3 separate regions of the Mus musculus genome follow, and all the other regions are linked to region 3. A link is a contact called in public Hi-C and HiChIP or PLAC-seq data. All regions are on one chromosome and are shown on one strand. Each heading gives the region's core, a stretch centred on a gene start, on an enhancer-like site or on the middle of the called end of the contact. The rest is flanking DNA. Distances are from core to core; before and after follow the strand shown.

Region 1 (3,898 bases), core at 616-3,115, 160 kb after region 3:
GGTCTCTGCTTTGCTCTGTGTGCCTGTCTTGAGTACTTTGAAGGTCTGGAGGGGAGGAGGCACAGGTGTGTCCATGTTTTTGACATGTCTGTATGACATTGTCATCTACAAACTTCATGCTTAAGAGCCATGCAATTGGCTGGGTGGCGGTGGTGCATACTTTTAATCCTGGCATTTGGGAGACACAGGCAGGCAGATAAATCTCTGTGAGTTAGAGGCCAGCCTGATTTACAGAGTGAGTTTCAAGACAGTCAGGGCTGTTACACAGAGAAACACTATCTTGAAAAACAAACAAACAAACAAACAGAACCTTGCAATTGAATTACCCAAAAGAGAAAGAAAAATATCTCTCTCTCTCTCTCTCTCTCTCTCTCTCTTTCTCTCTCTCTCTCTCTCTCTCTCTCACACACACACACACACACACACACACACACCCCAGAACCCCTTATAATGTTTGCCTAAGTTTACAGTTTCATCGCAGGCAATACTCATGACTATTTCCAGCTCATGTTAGCCTCCAGGCTACAGGTTAGAAGTGTTACTAACAAACCTGGCCTGACACTTGCTTTGGTCAATAAAACTTTATTGGAACATATAGCCACACTTATTTGGTTATGTACCTAAGTTTCTAGATCCTACTGCAACAGCACCATTTAGTTGTGATAAAGAACCTGTGGTTCTCAAAACTCAAAGTATTGGGCAGGGTGGGCTGCCTCAGACCTGCTCTCCCAAGCCAAGGCAGAGGGATCACCTTGAGTTCAGAGTGTATGAAACACTATAGGCTGATTAGGATCAGCCTGGCCTACATAGTTCCAGGACAGCTAGGGCTACATAGGGAAACAAGAATATTTGCTATTGCATTGTCTGTGGAGAAAATCTACAGATGCTAATATAGAGAAAAGGATAGATTTTTTTGAGTGAGCATGTCAGGCTTAAGTGTGGGTGTGTCTGGGGTCTCAGCACCATTCCTACACAGTTGTAGAAGCTTGATGGTAATGTATATGAAACCCATCCTGCATCTTTTGTGGCTTCTGTTTATTAATTTTTCAGACAGTGTGAAGACCACAGCTATATTTTGATTACTGCTTTCCTTTCATCTAACATTATAGCACAAGTAATTTTCTCCCTTCCTGAAATTATTCATAAGCATTTGCTTTCTCTTTCCTGTTTAGTTTAACTTTTATTCTGGGTTTTATTAACAACTTGGGAAAGTAGAAAGAATAGCATAATAACACATACCTCTTCCATAAAAACTGGTAACATTCGGTCTTAGGGATTTCATCTACTCTGTTGCTGAAGTAGTTTAACAAAATTGCAGATACTATGACATTTTTATTGTAAATGCATCCATATGTATCCCAAGGGATTTTTTTTCATATAACTTGAAATCAATTTTTTTCTTTTTTCTGTCTATCTTACCTATCGATCATCTATCTATCTATCTCTCTATCTTTCCATCTGTCGGGCAACGTCTCACTGTGTAGCTCTGGCTAGCCTGGAACTAATTGTGTAGATCATGTTGGCCTGAAATTCACATAGCTCCACCTGCGTCTGCCTCCCAGGCAGTGGGAATCAAGGCGTTCACCACCATGCCCAGCCAATAACTCCTTGATAACCACCGACACCCACTCTGTGTACTTGTTTCTCAGTTGTTCCCCTTACTTCTTTCACATGATTTCTTTCAAACCAGGGTCTACTCAGGAGCCAGTCACTGCTTCCGAAGATCTCATGTCCTTTTTAAAGCGACATCAATCTGTCACCCTAGTCCCCAGCCAACCCTCTCCAACCCACTTTCTTTGTGTATATCCTTGACCTGTGAATGAGGCAGGCTAGATGGACAGTCTACTAAGTCGCCGAAGGCACCAGGATACGTAAACCCATTTCCTTGATTCTGGATATTTCAGTGGAGTCCTTAGTACAGACAGGGCCACAAAGGACATCTTTCTTAAACTCTCAATTGGCATGAAAATAAATGTATACAATTCTTTATTACAGTTATTAACCTGCCCCTTCTTCCCTTTCTTGGTTTTTTTTTTGTGGGGTGGGGCGTTCGAGACAGGGTTTCTCTATGTAGCCCTGGAACTCACTCTGTAGACCTCGAACTCAGACTCAGAAATCCGCCTGCCTCTGCCGCCCAAGTGCTGGGATTAAAGGCGTGGGCCACACGCCTGGATTCCTTTTTTCTAATTCACAGACTTTTTTTCTAATCCATGAACTGTGGCGTCACCTGCTGCCTTCCTAGGGTCCCTCTGCTTTTCCAGGAACTCAGTTTTGTCACTAAGTAGGGTGGGGACAGCTCTAGGCAAACTAGCTCTTTTGTAGATAGCATCTCTTTCCACAGCCCAGGCTAGCCTCAAGCCCAGAACAATCCTGCCTCGGCCTGGAGTGCTGAGCCTACAGGTGTGAGCCATCTTGCTTGGCTTCAACCTGTCTTCTTTTATTCAGATAGAGTGAGCCTTGTCATACTGTCTCCTCCAGTCGTCCCGCATCTCCTCACCCTGCCAAAATGCTGCCCACCCGGAAGCACCCCCCCTCCTCCAGTGAACATATTCTGGATGATATCTTTCTGTCCCTGGTCCTTCCTGCTTCTGTGCCACTCTGATGATGTCACCGCTGCTGGGTTGTTGTTGTTAGCTGACCATTGTTCTTCCTGTTAAATCCTGGAGAATGGGAACTAATGATCTCAAGTCTGATGCCCACCGGGCCTTACTGACAGGAGAAGCAAACACGTGAGAAATCAGAGGGTTGTGAGGTCAGAGTTAGCCACCCTTATGAGAAAGCTGGGTGGCCCCAGGCATGTCATTGTCCCTTTATAAGCCCCCATCAAAAAGAAAGCAAGACCTACTAATGCAGACCTGGACTCCTAGCTACTAAGGAGGCTGGGCAGGAGGGTAACAAATTCAAGACTTGCCTAAGCTACAGAGTGAGTTCCTGGCCAGCCTGGGCAAATTATAGAGACCCTTTCTAGTTTAGTGGTGAGTGCTTGCTCACACATAGAGAAAGAATAAGATGACAGCCACTTGTTATTAAAAGGAATGTGTGGCCGGGCGTGCTGGCACATGCCTTTAATCCCAGCACTGGGGAGGCAGAGGCAGGCAGATTTCTGAGTTCAAGGCCAGCCTGGTCTACAAAGTGAGTTCCAGGACAGCCAGGGCTACACAGAGAAACCCTGTCTCAAAAAACCAAAAAAAAAAAAAAAAGGAATGTGTGAATTTGTACTTAGAATGACAGGAAACTGAGAAACAGAGACAGGACACCAGTGTTTGTCACAATAAAACCAATGTTGGTTGAACAACACCCCACAGGACTTGTTCACAAATGATAAGAAACAAAAGGGATACAATCTTTTTTTTTTTTTTTTTTTTTTTTTTGGTTTTTCGAGACAGGGTTTCTCTGTGTAGCCCTGGCTCTCCTGGAACTCACTCTGTAGACCAGGCTGGCCTCCAACTCAGAAATTCACCTGCCTCTGCCTCCCAAATGCTGGGATTAAAAGCATGTACCACCACAGCCCAGCCAAGGGATACAATCTTAATTGAAGTAAAAATAATATCCCAAGATGAGCTAAAGACCATCAAAGTGTAAAAATGGAAGCAAATAGCCTCATAAATAAACTAGGTGACATGAAGAAGTGAGGTATTAAAATGTCCCTATCCTCGGATGCAGGATGAAGTATGATGTTCAGTCTTGGGATATCTTCAGGAGTCCCAGGCAAACTGTGAAGCTGGGATGCATTAAGGAGTTCACTGTCTCCGATGCCCAACTCGGTGCTGACAGAGGCCCTTGTTTGTGATGACAGCCTAAACCAGCAGCAGGCCAGTGCCGATCTCTTTGAGAGCCACAGGTAGCTGAGAAAGCAATTTGAAAGGTTAAGATTGCTTTTCAAATACACAGTTAGATT
Region 2 (3,696 bases), core at 761-3,260, 180 kb before region 3:
TGGTGGCCAAGCCCCAGAGAACCAGATGTACCCAGCATCTCATCAGCTTTGACTACAAAGAGGTGCTCAAGGATTTGGGACCCTGGTGATGATACAAAGGGGGATGACTATAGTAAAGGCAGCAACAGACATGCCGGCAGAAGAGATGACAACAACCAGTTGTGCCATCTGCCTCCAGACACATGCTGGGCATAAATGACCTGGGGCCATGGGAAGGAAGCACCAGAATCCAGTTCCCTTTGCAGAGTTGGCTCAGAATGTTACTCTAGGGGAGAAAAGAACATGGCGTTCATGCGTCATTGTCGGATACCTGCTAGGCAGTCATACCACTTGTGTGTGTGTGTGTGTGTGTGTGTGTGTGTGTGTGTGTACTGTGTAAGGTATTTCCATGGACTGTATAATAAACATAAAATAGCTATTCAGCAGAGCATGCGGCATACAGAGCCTTCAATTGATGCCCCCTACTCTCAACTGCTTCACTGCACACAGGCTTTGCTTACTTGGTGGAAAAGCCTAATTGGCCTCTTCTCTGATAAAGAAACTGAGGCCGCAAGGAAAACAACAACAAACAAACAAACAAACAAACCATTTCTGGAGACAGCCAGGACCCAGTCACAGGGCTCCCAGCATAAAAACAACAGGTCCCTTTTTTGGGGGGGGTCCTGCCTGCTCTGCCCCTCCTTAGCCCTCTAGAGCCCAATCTGATGCTATTTCTTTCACACAATCATTCCCAACTCCAGCTTCCAGAATTAATTTCCTCACCACTTATAGAATTAATTTCATTCACTGTTTCCTCTGCTTAGTGTTTTTATTAAAACCAGCGACGGCAAAGTGAAGTAGGTCATAAACCACTAATACTGAGCACCGAGCAAGGAGGGGTAGCGTGTGGACACAGAGAGGAATACGAGGACACGCGACTCTTCTCTCGGGAGTGCTCAGAGTCTGGGTGACAGGTGGAGAAGAGCCAGAGTTTCCAGTCGCCAGTGCTTCTTGAGACCTGTCCCCTAACAAGGGCACCCTAGTCCCAGGGCAGGCTGAGCCTCATGTGTCAGAAAGTCCAGCTCCCTGCCGTGGTTCAGCTCTACCTTTGGGCTCTGGGGTTGAGCAGAGCTAGCTTCTCTGCACTCAGACCCCTCTCATCTGTAAGGCAGAGCCTGTCAGTAGCACCTCTCCCATTGGAGTAAAACCTACACAAAGCCCTTGCCCTAGAGAAGACTGCAACACCCTGCTATGTGCAGAACCTACAGGAAAACCTCTGAAGATAAATAAAGCCAGTTCATACCTGTGCTCAATTTGATTCCAAAGTACAAGACATAGAGCCGCTGCCCCTCCCTCCTGCAGGACAGTTCCACCCCTAACCCCCATCCCCCAACCAGGTAATCCCAGCTCCCTGCATTCATCAGCAAGGTGTGCTAGGGGAGCTGGCAGGCTGTACTATTTGAGGAAATAGCTGACGGCAGTAACACCAGCTGTTCTTCTTTCTGCGGGCACCTGCAAGGGCATTTCAAAGTGAAGAGGAAGCTTGGCCCCCGGCAGGTGTCCAAAGCTGGGTGTAAGACAGAGTGGGTGTCTACCCCAGCCCAGAGTCTCAGCTTCTCTTAACCAGGCAGCAGTCTCCCTGTAGAGACAACAAAGGAAGGTGCCCTTTCGGCAGCAGCCTGGAGCTCCGTGGATATGGGGTGGAGCAGCTGCAGGAAGAGGTTAAAGAAAGGACCCCGAGACAACAATCCTGGAGTAGACACAGGAGGGCTTCTGGGTGCTCCCCTCGCAAGAGTTGTGGGGGCCACACCAGCTGAGCAGGTGTGGAAAACCCACAGGTTCAGTGTCCTGCCCCCATTCCCTCTCCATCACTGGACTGACTAGAGGACCCACCAAGGGCAAATGGGAAGAGACTCTGACTGGGAGGTTGCCTCCCTGCAGGCTAAATTACTTCTGCCTGAAGAGTAGCACATTTTTCCCACACACCATCCCCATTTCCCCCTCTACTTCTCCCAGGCTTCCCCCAGCTCACAAACTGTTTGGCTCTCATTAGCAGAGCCCGTACACAAACGGTCGTGTGCACACAGGCGTGTGTGATGTGTAGGGCTCGGGATCTCTCCCTCTCCCACGTAAACACGGGATTCGTTTATTAAATGCCTCTCTGCCATTTCCTTTTTTGCCTTCATCCTGCTTGTTTAATATTGCATTTGACATTCTCATTTTATAAATGGCAACAGAAGCAGAATGGATAGCTAAAATTAGCTGACGGGGTGGGGGAGCCGCCGCAAATAGCATCGTGAGCACAGAAGCCCAGTTAATTCCAGCCACCCACCCCCACACTTTTGGGCTGGTTCCTGACTGAGCTTTCAGTCTTTGGCTGTGAGGACGACGCCTGAAGGAGAGGGTGAGGGGAGTGTCACCAGGCATTCTGCCAGATGCAAGGCGCAGATGCTGACCCTCGCCTCAGGGAGGTTCCAAGGGCCAGCTTGGCCCAGCACTGTGGTTCTGATTTGGAGAGGGCAACTCAGCTCTCTCCTGTCCCTGCTGTGCCTTGCTCATCAGCGTTACACTATAAGGCTTGGCTCCCCAAGTGTGCTCTAAGCTAAAGAGGGTAGGCTGCAGACCACAGCGAGCTTTGCTACTGGAAGCGAGCGCTCTGGAACCTGTTCAAAGAACCATTCAGTCAAAGGGTCTGATTCAGCTTTTCTGGGACCTAAAGAACCCCGTGTCATGGGGTTAGAGAGATGGTCAGAGGATCGGAGTTCCCAGCACCTGTCAGGAGTCTCACAGTGGTCTTTAACTCCAGCTTTTGGGAACCCAATACCCTCCTCTGGCTTCTGCAGGCAACAGAAAATAAAATATAATCTTTTTTTTTTTGGCTTTTCGAGACAGGGTTTCTCTGTGTAGCCCTGGCTGTCCTGGAACTCACTTTGTAGACCAGGCTGACCTTGAACTCAGAAATTCGCCTGCCTCTGCCTCCCAAGTGCTGGGATTAAAGGTGGGCACCACCATGCCTGTCAAAATATAATCTTAAAAATAAATAAATAAATAAATAAAATCCCATCTCAGGTCTCTGCTGCTTACTTCAGAGGTTACATCCCTCTCATCTCTGAGGAACCACCTTTAGTTAAGCACCGGAAGTACCTACCTCCCACGGGGACTCATGAACCAGTCCTTCCCTAAGGATCTCATATTTGCTCAATCAAAATGATTCTGAGAACGATGATTATGATGACATTAAAAAGATGGAACACTATGACAGAGCATGGCATGGCCTGGCTCTGCTCCCATCCTTACATAAGCCTTCATCTCTGCAGTAGTTACCTGTAGGTCCCACTCTTAAGAAGAGGGGACAAACACAGACGTTAACTTGTCCAAGGTCATGAAGCTAGTGTGTGTCAGTGCACTGGACTGTGAGATGCCCAGCAGGGGAGGGTCATGGTGCCATGACAGGGAGGCACAAGGGGTGGACCGCATTGCCCTCTGACCATTGCTCCTTTCTCTGCCTCATCATGGTTGGATGCTCTCCTATGCATGAAGTCACTCTGACAGACACTGCTTCCTCAAGCCCCATTGTCTGTTGGTGGCACCCTCTCTTTCTCTGCTTCACAAAGCACTATTCTATGATAAGCCTGACTTGATCATTCAGTTAAACCCCTTTCCTCAGGACCCCAGAGGCAAGCATCACTCAGAGCTCCACTTGCTCTGAGCCAGTTG
Region 3 (3,628 bases), core at 828-3,327:
TGGGGTGTGAAGCTTGAGCCTTCTGTCTGGCTGATCAGCTCTGAACCGATCACTTACCCTCTCCCAATCTCTCCCCAGCAGTTTAAAACAGGAGCCAATCCTATGGCACTGGGACAACTGACAGGCAAGTAAGGGTTAGGGGCAGACATGACAGGAATTCCGGAATCTGAACGTAATGTCAGCTAAGATGGAGCGACTACATTGTTAATCATCCCCTCTTTTGTTTACTAGTTTTTTTAAAAGAATGTTTTTGTAAAAGATAAAATATAAAAAAAAAATTAATTGTTCCAAGCCTTGGAAGGCCCGCAGCACATCCTCTCCCTGAGGCCTTCCGAGTCCTTCTGACGGTCCAGAAGAAAGCTGGAAACACAGTCAGGAAGCCTGCCTCTGAGCAGTCCACAGTCTCATTTATTTTTCCTTTAGTGAACAGCACCTTAAATTGTTTCTTTGAATGCTAACACGCCATAAGCAAGTCAGAAAATATTTACCTCTGCCTCCAATTATAAAAGGCCGTTAGCGACCTCAGCAACCAAAAATCTCTCATTATAAGTAATCCACTTGCAGAAATTGCATCTTCTACAGCAGACCACCTAAAACCACTTCCTGTAAACAAGGCTCTGCTGGGCTTTTAAATCTAATTAAATCCTCACTCTGCTCTCTAACTACAAGCGGCTCACTTTTCACTGAGCTAGGGCAGAATTTTTTCATTATTATTATTATTATTATTTCCAGTGGTCACAGAAATAATCCCCAAGCAGGAGCCAAACAGGAGTCCAAAAGGTCGCTGCACTCCAAACCACCACTGCCTGTTCTTCCTGTCTTCCCCGGACCACTCTCTCATTGAACAATTTCCAGCCTGGTTCATACAGGTCTTGTGCTAACTCTCCCCCACGGCTGCCGGAATAAATCGAGAAGGTACACTGTGAACAGGTGTGAAAGAGAATCCCAGGACACGGGGGTGGGGGTGGGGGGGAAGCTTCAGGCTGTGACCGCTCTGACGGTTCCTTTACTCCTAGGATCTGAGCTCCAGTCCTAGGTAAACAGTTACAACTGGTCACTCTACCTTTGGCCAGCCCAGGTTTGTGGGAACAAGTCCCTACAAGCAGGAATCTGTCTGTTACAAACAGTATCAGGATGGCTGGCTCACCGGCCCTGTGCTGCCTCCCACCCTTTCCTCTCTTCCATCTGTCTCCACCCACTCCAGCTGCAACAAGTAATGGCCAGCCCTCCACAACAACAGACCCTCCATCCAGGTTCCCCCATCACAGAAGAAAACGCATCCCACAAAGAAGAGAGCGCTGTCGCCTAGGTGGCAGAGAGTATGTGACCTTTCAGATCCCTCTTTGCCATCAGCGATACACCAAAAAGACAACACAAACCGAGGGAGAAACAGAAGCGGCGGGGACATGCTCAAGCTCCTATTTATTTTATGCAAAGTTTCCCTCGGTGTTCATTAATGCCTGCTTTCCCTCCACCATTTAATCTCTGCTTCCATTTCATTCTTAGGGGACTGTGACTATTCTAATTCAGCATTTGGATGACTTCATTTCCGCTCAAGTACACCCAGGTCAACTTGGAGAGAAAAGAAAGAGGAGGAGAAGAAAAAATAATCAGCTCAAAGCTATTAAATATCAGCCGCGAGCCTCGTGATTGGCTTTAAAGGCAGCAGTGAGGTTAGCAACAGTCAGAAACGCTAGGCTCCTGCCTCTTCCTGCCTGTTAACGTTTTATTCCTGGGTCTTTTCTCTACTGTGGCTTCGAATGTAAATAAAGCACCTATTGGCAGCCCACTTAGGGACTAAGTCACAGATATGGGGAGTCTCAAAATGCAGAACTGTAAAAACTTACAGGGCAGAAACTTGACAAACCGGGCCATTCTACACAGGCTATTCCTACGAGGACAAAGGAAGGGGGAAAAGGAGAAGAAAGGGGAAGAAAAAGAAAAGCATACATGACCCACGTAATGGGTGTCCTATTGATGGGGTGGGGGTGGGGCAGAATCTCCATATCAATGCTCACTCCACAGAATAATCGGGTCGGATGTCTATGCCAAGTCTAAATGAACTGTGCTTTCTCTCCCTGAAGAACCACCCCTTGCACCCACTGGCACAAGCCTGGGCCATGATTTCTGGTGCTTTTTCAGTTCCCACTGAAAACCATCTTGGGAGAGAAAGCTTTCCTTTCTCATGCTAACAACTCCTTTGTAAGTGACCTCTTCAGAGGCCTCCGGGAGGACTCTGGGAAGGTGAGCCCCCTGGAAGTACTTCCAGTTCGTTCGCTCCCATCCCCACCACAGGCCTCTTTAACTCCTTTGCTGCCAGGAGCTCCCTGGTCCTGCCTTCTTTCAAATGAACTAAAGCTGAACCCTGCAGGGCCACAGAGGAAAGCAGCAAAGGGTGAGGCCCAGTGCATACCTCGTATGCAAATGAACGTGGCATTTGATTAACATAATCTCAAAGTTTGCCCAGCTTGGAACCCAGAAGGCATGGGGATATTTTTCTATTTGTATATTTTAAAACACTGTTAACGGTACAATAATAATGTCTGATGCCTTTGCCTAACAGCTGGCTATATTTTGTACACTAAGAGGGAAATGGGACGCCTTCCTGGAAACCTTCTGTCTATTTTAGGAATTCTTGTTTGAAGCAAAAACATGAAGATTTAGGAGAAGCGAGGCTAGGGAGCTGAATCTATTTCTAACTCCACTGGCCAGAGCAGAAACAAGGTTGGGAGGCTGACGCGAGCAGGAAGACACAAGACACAAGCACAGGGAGGATTTACAGCCAGCATAGCGATCTTGTTAACTGGTGGTGATGCTGTCTGCCACCTGGGCCTAAACGGGGAATGTGGGAAATGAGGCAGCACTTTGCTGTCCCCTGTCCCCTGTCCTCTTCTCCATAAGATATGCTTCTGAAAGGAGGGATTAACACAAACCAGACAGAGGACAGGAATGACGTGGGGACAAGGTTGGCTTTGCATCTGGCTATCTCAGGATCATGAACTGAGGGAATGAGTCTTCCTGGCCCCACTTACAAGTCTAAGGAACACTCCGGGCTCTGGAAGATGCCAAGCAGATGAGCAAGGAGGCCCCCTTCCCTCCTGCCAGCCCACCTGCGCAAACCACTTCAGAGGATGAAGGCCCCGTGGGAGCAGAGACAGCCACAAAGGACACACACAGATTTTTGTTTTCCAGGCTACTTCTGAGAGAATCACACACTGTACAGAGCTGTTTATCTGTGCCACACATTTGGAAGTGATAAAAAAAAAAAAATCTATCCCAGGATCACAGTCCACTTTCAGGAATATGGTAACTTGCCTCTTTATTTCTCACAAATCCCTTGCTTTTCCAATTTCAAAGGCTTTATGCCAGGGGTTTTGTTTTGTTTTGTTTTTCCTTCTAGGTAAGACTTTCCTCACACTTTCTGAATCAAAAGGAATCCAAACAGAGGCCACAGCCACACCTCCATATACCTACTACAGCCTGGGGCTAAAAAGCAGGCACCAGGTTTTCACTCTCAAAATATGCACTCCCAGAGCCCCCACATCAGTGGACTAAAGGAGGGATTCCTATGTGAAAAAGCCAGTTCATTCTGGTTTCCAACTGTTTTTCCTATGAAGTTTTCAAACAC

What was found. A called contact is a pair of places that touch in the nucleus more often than the background predicts. HiChIP or PLAC-seq counts read pairs in DNA pulled down with a chosen protein or histone mark.
Region 1: an H3K4me3 HiChIP or PLAC-seq map of embryonic stem cells shows a contact between it and region 3, with 22 read pairs. The contact joins two enhancer-like sites. A contact is called at or near these places in 1 of 15 datasets of contacts at CTCF or cohesin (the NIH/3T3 cell line), 3 of 484 Hi-C or Micro-C datasets (the HPC-7 cell line, bone marrow-derived dendritic cells and muscle stem cells), 8 of 115 datasets of contacts at active chromatin or transcription factors (embryonic basal ganglia, embryonic forebrain, embryonic hindbrain and 2 more) and 3 of 9 other capture datasets (adipose tissue, liver and pancreatic islet).
Region 2: a contact with region 3 is called in a Hi-C map of cortical neurons, with 1.6 times the contacts expected there. The contact joins two enhancer-like sites. A contact is called at or near these places in 1 of 15 datasets of contacts at CTCF or cohesin (the NIH/3T3 cell line), 2 of 484 Hi-C or Micro-C datasets (both in cortical neurons), 3 of 115 datasets of contacts at active chromatin or transcription factors (cardiomyocytes, embryonic basal ganglia and embryonic forebrain) and 2 of 9 other capture datasets (adipose tissue and pancreatic islet).

The regions. Positions count from the first base shown.
Region 1 is chr11:88,737,521-88,741,418 of GRCm38.p6, forward strand. No RefSeq gene overlaps it. Among named protein-coding and RNA genes, the nearest start is that of C030037D09Rik, 21 kb to the left of the region's middle. Within about 2 kb of position 1,866, at least 9 of the 459 cell types and tissues checked have an H3K27ac peak or open chromatin away from gene starts, as enhancers often do. A contact at or near this core is called in embryonic stem cells, where this site is marked.
Region 2 is chr11:88,403,026-88,406,721 of GRCm38.p6, forward strand. The region is part of intron 8 of Msi2 (musashi RNA-binding protein 2); the gene reads right to left. Among named protein-coding and RNA genes, the nearest start is that of Mir378b, 52 kb to the left of the region's middle. Within about 2 kb of position 2,011, at least 97 of the 459 cell types and tissues checked have an H3K27ac peak or open chromatin away from gene starts, as enhancers often do. A contact at or near this core is called in cortical neurons, embryonic forebrain and pancreatic islet, where this site is marked.
Region 3 is chr11:88,581,329-88,584,956 of GRCm38.p6, forward strand. The region is part of intron 6 of Msi2 (musashi RNA-binding protein 2); the gene reads right to left. Among named protein-coding and RNA genes, the nearest start is that of 0610039H22Rik, 36 kb to the right of the region's middle. Within about 2 kb of position 2,078, at least 128 of the 459 cell types and tissues checked have an H3K27ac peak or open chromatin away from gene starts, as enhancers often do. A contact at or near this core is called in cortical neurons, embryonic forebrain, embryonic stem cells and 1 more, where this site is marked.